Linked DNA regions of Triticum aestivum: region 1 is linked to region 2. The links are chromatin contacts, called in public Hi-C maps. All regions are on one chromosome and are shown on one strand. The core of a region is the stretch at or near the end of the contact, and the rest is flanking DNA. Distances in the headings are between cores, read along the strand shown.

Region 1 (4,494 bases), core at 1,114-3,613, 230 kb before region 2:
CACCAAGGTTCAAATCCTAGTGCTCGCATTTATTTCTGGATTTAATTCAGGATTTCCGGTGGTGCACATTCAGTGGGAGGAGACGTTCCCGTCGACGACGAAGTGCCTACGGTGACTTCATAAATTTCAAAATGATATGTCGTCTCAGTCTTTCGGAGGGGTTCATAGGGGTGAGTGTATGCGCGTGTATATGAGCGCTTGCGTCTGTACTGTGTTAATTTTTTTTTGATAACTTAAATATGATTTATTTTCCCACTTTCTTCTATTGTGGTTTATTTTCTTGGAGAATACACCCAAGAGCTAGCAGTCTCATTCATAGAGGAAGAAAAAAAATACATCGCAAAAGAAGAGAGGAAGAAAAATATAGTGTACGCAAAAATACCTCAACTCATGACTAAGAGCATCTCCAGCCCCCCAGGAGCACTTTTTAGCGCCGGTTGTAAAAAACGTCCCAGCCATGCATCCAGGACCTCGTTTTTTGCCGGATTTAGCGAATGTTACGGCCGGCACGCCCACCCCACACCCAGCTCCCTGCGGGGCAGCTGGGAACGCCGGCGATCGCCTTTTGCATGCGCAGGCCCACCTGCAGCCCTTCTCTCTCCCCTCTCTCCTCTCCTTTCTCTCTTCCTTCCATCGCCCCGCATCTTCCCTCGCCGGCCTTGCTCCTCTCCTCGCCGCTCCATGCCTGCTCGCCTCCGTGTTGCGTCCGGCTCCACCCAACCAGAGACAGAGGAGCGGAGGGGAGATGCGAAGCCGGCGACGGGCCGGCCGGCTCCTGCCGTCTCCGGCCGAGCCGAGCACACCGGCGGCCGCGGAGGGGCCCGCCGCACCCGTTCCCGGCCAGAGGGAGGCGCGGGAAGGCGCTGGGACGCGGCAACGGGCGGCGCTAGATGAGAAACAGAGGCAGGCAGGCGACGGTGGTCTTCGACGGTGCGGGTAACTCTGACGGGCTCCGGCTGATATAAGGACACCGGCGGGACTGGGGCGACGAGACGCACCCGTTCAGAGGCCAAGGGGGCAGTGAGGAGGGATGGAACGGAGGGGAGGCCGCGGTGACAGGAGGTTACAGAGGCGGCGGCGGTGGTGATGGTTTTCGGTGGAATAGCCAGCTCCGGCGAGGGCAAGTGGGTGGGGCGAGCTGCGGGAGTGAGGGGGAGTTCGTGAACAGGTTGGGAGGAGGGGAGAGGGGCTAGGCACGTCGGGGTGGACCGAACTCCGGCAATGGCCACGGTGGTCCAGGAAGAAACGGTGACCTGGGGAGCACAACGGCTGAATTTTTTTTGCACCCAAAGACTAAATTAGCGCCGGGGCCTTCTTAGAAGGTCGAAAAAACGCCTTGTGGGTGACACAACGGCTGGAGATGCTCTAACCACGTTTACTACGCACCGTTTTTCTGCTCTTGCCGTGCAGTTGGCCCCAGAGGAGAGGCAGCCACAAGGTCACAACTGAAGCAGTGAAAAGTCTGTGGTGCACCGAGCTCAGCCAGGGGTAGCAAGAGCCACATGTTCCCTCCGAAAGGAAGCAAGAAACACATGCCACTTGCGCGTGGAGAATCCCTCCGTGGAACAACCGGGGGATACGGTTGCCTGGGCCATTTTGGAAGCAACCGCTGGAGCCGAGCCAAGGGCGTTAACCGCAACGGTCCACCCCTGCTGTAGCTAAAAGAGAAAACCACACTAGAGTCTACACAAGGTAACTGGGCTGTCATGGACCCGTGGTGGGCTCCAGAACGTTTCTATCTTTCTTTTTTTTTTGAAGAGAATATGGACTGAGCTCTCATGATGCCGGATTTTCGAAAAGAAATACTACTGCCCGAAGCCAAAATCATTTCAGTAATCAATACTGGAGGAGTGAACATTTATGCTTGATTGATTTGGAGGGATATTTGGTGATGAGATGAGATGAGAAGGAAAGTAGGCAATCAATTGGCAGTGCCGATAATAATGGAGTAAATCATGGGCAGCGATCGAAGTAGTTAATGCCAGTACCAAACTAGTATAGCACCGCTAAACAAAACCAGGGCAGGGGAGGGGAGGCGGGAGAAAGAGAGTGCATGTCGACTCGGCTCGGCTCGGCGGGGTCAAACCAAAGAAGCCGCGTCGCCCCGCTCCCTTCTGCAGAATCTATCTACAGAAGGAAAAGGAGGGTTCCTGCGACCGCTGCCAAAGGAAAAGAAGCGACCCGAACCGGTGACGCGGCCCGGTTTGTTTTACCGCGCGTATTTTGGGCCACGGGGCGGGAGCCGGGAGGGGTCGTCGCATCCAGTACTGGTAGCTCTCGTTTAGTTAGCTGCGGCGTGCGTGCGTGCCGGTGCTGGCAGTCCTCGTGGGCTCGGGTCGCGTCTCGCGTGGCGTAGCGTACCCTGCCATCCGCGTCCCTATCCACCCGCCCCGCCCCGTCCCCATCCCCGTCCCGACCCTTCCCGGTGTTCGCATCGCCCTCGCGAGCCTCGCCTGGCCTTCTCCCCCCAGCCCAGCCCAGCCGCACCGTCTTCTTCCTCCCACCCCGCCCACGCCCAGCCCTACCCTACCCTACCTCCCCCTTTCCGCAAGGGCCAGATAGGATTTGGTAAGGTTCTTCCTGCCGCCGCCGCAGAAATCCTCACGGAAACCGGGCCTTGGGGGCCAAGCAACCCAGCGAACCTAACTCGACTCGGTTCTCTCGATTCGTTCCTGCTCGCCCCTCCCCGTTTCTCGATTTGATTTGATATTTTTCCGGCGAATTTCGCTTTCACGATCGCCGGATTCCGGGGCGCATCGGATTCGCGATCGGGGGCTGGGATTAGATTCTCGGCCGCGGCGTAGTAGTAATAATTTCGCAAGGGGGGAACCCGCCCGAGGTAATCGGCGGAGCATCGGTTCTTCTGGTGGTGCTAGCTGTTTGTTCCCGTCCTGTGCGGCCCGATCTCGGGGGCGATGGCCGACGACGGGCTCGACCGGTGGCGCGGCTTCTTCCGGGGCGCGGGCGTCGGCATCTGCGAGGCCATCGAGAAGGCCATCCTCGTCGCCGCCGCCGACGAGCCGCAGGAGTTCCTGCGACGCCGCGACCGCATCGCCGAGCGGCTCTTCAACGCGCTCCTCGCCCGCCCCTCCTCCTGCCACGGCTGCACCGCCAGCACCGGCTCCGCGCCCCCCGCCACGCCCGCCGTCGCTGAGGACAAGGGCAGCGTGCGCCGCGTCCCCGACAAGGACTGCAAGGTCGACAGCAGCAGCCTCGGCGCGCCCGGGGGCGGGGCGCTCGGCGGCGGCATCAGCGAGGACGACGACTCTGACTCTGAGGACGACGAGCGCCTCCGCCGCGCCGCCGCCAGCAACTACGGCCACAACTATGACGACGACAACGAGGAGGAGGAGGAGGAGCAGGACGCGGCCGTGCCGGCGGAGGAGGACCACCACGCAGAGGATGACGACCCGGAGGCTGAGGAGCTGGAGGCCCTCACCAACGAGATCGATGAGGAGTCGCAGATCGTTGGGGAGGTCATCCGCATCAAGGAGCTCCTCCTGCACAAGCAAGACCATGTATGGACTCCTATCTGTGCACTTCTTCCATTCATATTGCTAAACCTGTTATTTGTCAACTCTAGTGAGCACTTAGCATTGATCTGAACTAAAACACAAATGGTGTCTTGCAGTCGGATGCTACTCTGTTCGACTCACTTAGGAGGCTGCAGCTGATGCAATTGTCCGTCTCCACGCTTAAGGTACCTATCTTGCATACCGCATATGAGATATCTGGTTTTGTTGCTATTTGGTTTGCTTATCTTTGGGGCTGTTCATCATAGGCTACCGAGATTGGGAGGGCTGTTAATGGCCTTCGGAAGCACAGCTCGCAGCAGATTCGTCACCTCGCGCTGGCTCTCATTCAGTAAGCTTCATGAACTTTTATCTAGTTTGGTTTTATACAACTAGTTCATGCTTGAATCTGAAGAGTTCAGTGAGGCAAATTACTTCTCATGTTCTGAAAAGATTTTGACTAGTACCAGTCCATCTGCACTGCCACATGGTCACCATTTACCTTTGTTCGCCATCCCAAAGAAAAATGAGAAAATTACCTTGTTAGCATGAGTCCAAAGCAATCTTGTAAACTATTGTTGACATCTTCAGTTGCTTTTTGTGTTTCCAGGGATTGGAAAATTTTGGTTGATGAGTGGGTCAGTACTACCAACGTTGCCCTTGCAGGTAAAGGATCTGAATTTGTCCAATGTTACATTATTTCATCCATCAGTTTCAGAGTTAATTCTATGTGAATGAATGCTCAGATGCAAGCCTCTTAGCTTACTATATTATTGCTGCTTTTACCTGCAGACAACTCCCCAGGAACTTCAAACCCTTCTGTTGTGGATGATGATGATGAAGAAGAAGGCCTTCCTTCTCCACCTTTGGATGAAGGAGCATTCTTTGCACCTGAGACTACTGCCATTCAACTCTCTGAGGTACTAATATATCCACTCCTGCTATCTGAATTGTTTTAGTGATGAACAATAAGCTAATTAAC
Region 2 (4,784 bases), core at 969-3,468:
TTTCCTTTCGAATCACGTCCATAACTTTCCTTCCTTGTTTGGGCAGAAACTGTTTGGTAGCAGAGATTAGGAAGCTTCCTATGAGTGTATTAATAGGAAATATTTTTTTTCTTGATGATTCATTTCCATGCATGATGATAGTAAATTAGGTCAACATTCACCACTATTTATCAACGTCATCAATCGTATCCATTCCTACCAGTTTTAAGGGAATCTGCTCGCTATGTCTTTTTTAAGGGGATCCGCTCGCTAAGTCGTCGTCGCACGTTATTTTCACAAGCAATTCCCCTAAAAGAAGGCGTGGGTATTGGTAGTTGAACGCCCGCTAGGTTTTCCGCCTGTCCCATCCTCGCGCTGTGCCGCCGCCACCCGCCGAATTTCCAGCCGCCCGAGCCCGTTAACTTCGCCAGCCATCGGGTCGACTGCCCCCGCCCCAAACCCCCATCCCCGAGCACTAGCTATCGCCGCGTTGCCGCCCCAAGCTCCACGCCACCGGGAACGAATCAAGCGCCGTCCCGACACCGCCGTCGCCGGCCCAGCACCTCCAGCCTTGCATGGACAGCTTCAATGTGCAGTCTCCCTTGCTGCCTCACCTTCTGCCAGCGCATGCAGCGGCGGGGTTGGACGCGTGCGTGCTTGCTAGTTTGCTCTCTGTCTTCTGAGGGGGTGAATGCAAAGCAGTCTATTAAGCCAGGCACTATTGCTGAGCTAAATTGACAAAAAAATATTGGTAGCCATAGTTGTAGTTTAAGTAGTACCGAGTTGTCTGATATGTATAAAGAGCCCGTTGCAACTGAGCCCGTTACTAAATTGACAGAAAAGGTCGCCAGTGTCACTTGATATGTATGAGAATATTAAATGTATTATTAACATGATTAATATTGAACTCTTAACTTTAATGTGGCCCCGTTGCAACGCACGAGCGTTCTTCTAGTTATTTTTTAATTGACAAGTTTAGATCCCTTGCAAGCGCTGAGGCGTGCGTGCCGTGCAGCAGGACCGTACTACTAGTAGTAGCCTGTAGCCAGGCGCAGCGGAGGCTGCCGCGTGGCCTCTTCCTGGACCCGGTCAGCTAGCTAGCTAGCTAGTCGGGCGCCGAATCCGAATCGAAATCGCAATGTGAACGCGGCAAGCCGACTCGCGGCTCGGTCTGGGGTCCATGTTTTTCGGGTGCGCTGCCGGTGGTCTACCCGCGCCGTGCCACCGCCCACGTCCGCCACCTGGTTGGCTTGGTTGCCTCTACGACTTGTCATCCCTGTGCATCTCCCCTATCCATCCTTCTTTTTTTTTTTGAACAAAAGACGGGTCCAGAAGGACCCTGATGCTGCATTAACACTGAACATGAAGTACACAGCATTTTACAGACGGACCCAGAACTAACTGCAAATAACACACTGGTCCCTGTCTTTTACAAAGAGGACCCCAACAACCAGATAAGAAAAGCAATCGGGTCCTTGACATCTTCTGCACGGCCGTAACTTCGCCGTCGCCGGGGACATTGCCACTTGGGACAACTAAGCTTCCATGGCACCACGCCATAGACTCCGTGCAGAAGATGAGCTGCCTCCCTTTAGGCATCTTGGCCGGGAGGAAGAAGTAGAAAGGCCGCCCTTCGGCCAGCATGTACGATGACGTGATGGAGCCGGCCGGCCGCCGAACGCCGTAGCTGGCGCCAAGGCCACTCCCAAACAGCCACCGGATAAGAGCACTGACCCGATCTGGTTCTCCATCTCTTCTACTCTTCGTCTTCACCACCACGGCGACGCCACGAGCTAGAGAAGTAGCGGAGAGCCTCCAGAACAGGGGACCAGACGAGCTTATTGGTGGATGAGCCAGCAGCACGCCCCTCGGCAGCGACTGGCCGCCAGCCAGCCTTGCCTGAGACGCAGCCACCGTGAGCCACCAGCCGCTGCTCGTACGCGGCGGCGGCGCTCTCCACATCGGCATACAGCCATACGCCACATGGGCACTACTCGACCTCAACCTATACCTAGATTCTATATACATAGGACAACGCCATGCACCTCTCCCGTCTCCGCTCCGGCCGGCGAGGCCGTCGGAGAAGATAAGGGATCGGGCCGGGAGCGGTGGAACTCTCTCGACTCTCAACGGGGGCTGGTGTGGAGTCGCTTCTCCCCAGACCAGCATCTATCCATCCTTCTTTGTATAGTCTTCGCGTCGCTCTCCACTCTCCTGATTGGTGAGGTGACACACCATGCGAGCGAGCTTGCTTGCGACGACGGGACACCCAATGCATAGCTTAGCACACGTAGGTGACGGATGGACCGAGCCTCTGATTCTGGATATCTGCAGCCTGTGGCCAGACAGAACCGTCCGGGTTTAGTTACGTCGATTCAGGTTGATGTAAGAATGACACCATGGTATCTGAAATTTTGAATATCTGTTGCGTCTGATTCTGAACTCTGAACCAAAGGGAAGACCATGGTAGAAGATGGCATGGACGGCCCGGCCCTGCCCTGCCTTTCCATCCAGTGACACCGAGATTTGCGTACAAGGGTGATGAGTGGCACGAGTGGCCAGAGCACTGACCTGTGAAAGCAAGCTTTTCCCACGTGACCGCCATTGTCCAAATCGCACTTCACAACTTGCAATTAGCTTTCGCCCCGACAGTGACCCTTTTTGCTTCGGACGAGCAGTGCTGCAGTAGGTGTAGGTTTGTGGTCGACTAAGCCAATCGCAAAAGCTAGCTAATTGCGATTTTTCAGGCTCATGGGCCCCCAGCCAGCGGCGATGATTGTCTGGACGGAGGAGGGGGAGGAGGTTGTTGGGCGACGCCTCCCTCCTCCCTCCTCCCTCCCTCCCTCCGTTGGTTCTTTCACCCGTTCTGCTCGCTGGAGTAATGTAATGTAATCGACTAGTGATTTTGATCGTGGTTGGTGGCAGGTGTTGTTGGGTGCTGGACCACGACACCGCCCGCCTGTGATCTCGGTCGATCCTCATCTCATGTCCTCTCTCTTTCACTCCCCATGCCGGCCAGATTAACTCAACCACTCGATCCACCATGCAACTTTCACTTGAGAAGAGATGTGGTTGTGCCGTGCATGTTCTCAGGGAGAAAAGGACGTACGTGGCGTGGTGGTGGTGGTCAGGGTGGTGGTATCGTGCGCGTCGCCGTGTCATCATCTCATGCTCTCGGCTGCATAAACGTGCAATGCTCCTGCGTTTTAAGTAGACATGCAGCTGCACCTGTCGGCAAGGGGGCAATGCACGCTTCTTTTCTCTCTTTTTTGCGGGGGCAATGCACGCTTCTTGTGCCAAAGAGTAGTAGTAGTTCGTCAGATCTCGCTTGGAACGCGGGAATAAATAACATTCTTCGGTTCCTGCTGGAAACGACCATCAAACAGATCCTTATATAAAATCCGTGCGTTCCAAACATGCTCTCATTTTAGTTTATTATTAGAAAAAATGGTGTGACTGACGAGGAGTTCTTATCCGTCGGAGCATTTTCTGGGCTTCTTTTCTCGTCGTTGGCGCGGGATCGAGCGAGCGGCGAGTTTCTTGCGTCGTCCTGCACCGTCGCATTCGCTGTGCCACGGCGGTCGGTGCGTACGGCGGAAGGCGACGGCCTTGGTCCGTGCCCGTCAGCGTCGTGGGCTCGCTCGCTCGCTCGCGCGCGCTTCAGACCGATTGGCCGCCGGCTGCTATTTCCGCGGTCGCATTCGGTTTTATTTATTTATGTCCTCGCCGTCGTTAATCACGAGGCCGCTTCTGTCGGGAATCATTCAGCTACCAGTACTACTGCTGCTACGCGGCAAGCAGTGACTGACTAGTGATGTAAGGGCATCTCCAGCCGTTGACTTTTCAGGAGGGGCAAAAAATCGCCCCTTCGGGACGCACCGGCTCTAAACCGCGCACTGGGGGCGTGATGTCTCCCAGTCGCAGCCCCCCGCAGATTTTTAAAATATTGAAATTCGGCGCAAACACAACGCAAACACGAGCGAGTTCGTTCAAATTTAAACATATTTTATCAAAAAAAGAAAAAAAAACTACCGCGGGCTACCCCCGCCGTCTCCCTCGCCGCCCGCCCACGCGGTTTTACATGCCGAGGAGGCTGTAGAACCGCGTGTAGTCACCGCCGCCGTCGTCGTCGTCGTCGTCGCCCCCGCCTACGCCTCCGCCGTCCCTGCTGCATCCCTTTCCCGGTTGGCGCGGCAGGTTGGACGGTCTGGGGGCGTCGTCGTCGTCGCTATCGAGGACGACGACACCGTCCTCGTCCTCGCGCCCATTTGCGAGCGGCGATCTCCTCCAAGGCCGGCGCTACCGGATCATCTCCTCGCGCAGGTAGTCGTCGCGCGGCCACCGCATGGCGTCCTCGTCGGAGAAGCCGCGCCGGGCTATCTCCTCGTACTCCAGGGGGAGGCTGGACTCCACCTTGGGCTCGACGAGGGTGCTGGAGCTGCGGGTACGCGCGCTGACAGGCGTGTCCTGGGGATTCGGCTTGACGGGGCGGAGGTGGAGGCAGGGAGAGCCGCCGGACAAGGAGGAGGACACCCCGGTCTCCATGCGCCTCGGCGTCCAGGAGCTTCCCCGGCGGCCCCGGCGGCGTGAGAAGGACAGGGGAGCGGGGCACTCGAGGCGCGGCGTGTTGCCGCCCTCGATGTACTCGAGGACGGACTCCAACGTGCGCCCGGGCACGCCCCACCACCGACACCGGCCGGCGGCGTTGAACCTGCCGGAGGACACGACACCGTTGGTGGCCTCGAGCTGCTCGTCGTGCCGGCGGCGGAAGTACGGCTCCCAGATTGGGCTGTCGGGGACGTACC

What was found. A called contact is a pair of places that touch in the nucleus more often than the background predicts.
Region 1: a contact with region 2 is called in a Hi-C map of leaf, with 5 times the contacts expected there. The contact joins the promoter of LOC123055785 here to the promoter of LOC123055776 in region 2. A contact is called at or near these places in 4 of 5 Hi-C or Micro-C datasets (leaf and root) and 1 of 1 datasets of contacts at active chromatin or transcription factors (leaf).

The regions. Positions count from the first base shown.
Region 1 is chr1A:454,053,083-454,057,576 of IWGSC CS RefSeq v2.1, reverse strand. LOC123055785 (probable mediator of RNA polymerase II transcription subunit 26b) reads left to right here and starts at 2,363. Exons shown (of 9, transcript XM_044479647.1): 1 at 2,363-3,518; 2 at 3,632-3,700; 3 at 3,782-3,864; 4 at 4,123-4,178; 5 at 4,305-4,432. The coding sequence starts at 2,916.
Region 2 is chr1A:453,823,502-453,828,285 of IWGSC CS RefSeq v2.1, reverse strand. LOC123055776 reads right to left here and starts at 2,218. Exons shown (of 1, transcript XM_044479641.1): 1 at 1,275-2,218. The coding sequence starts at 2,148. The coding sequence ends at 1,330.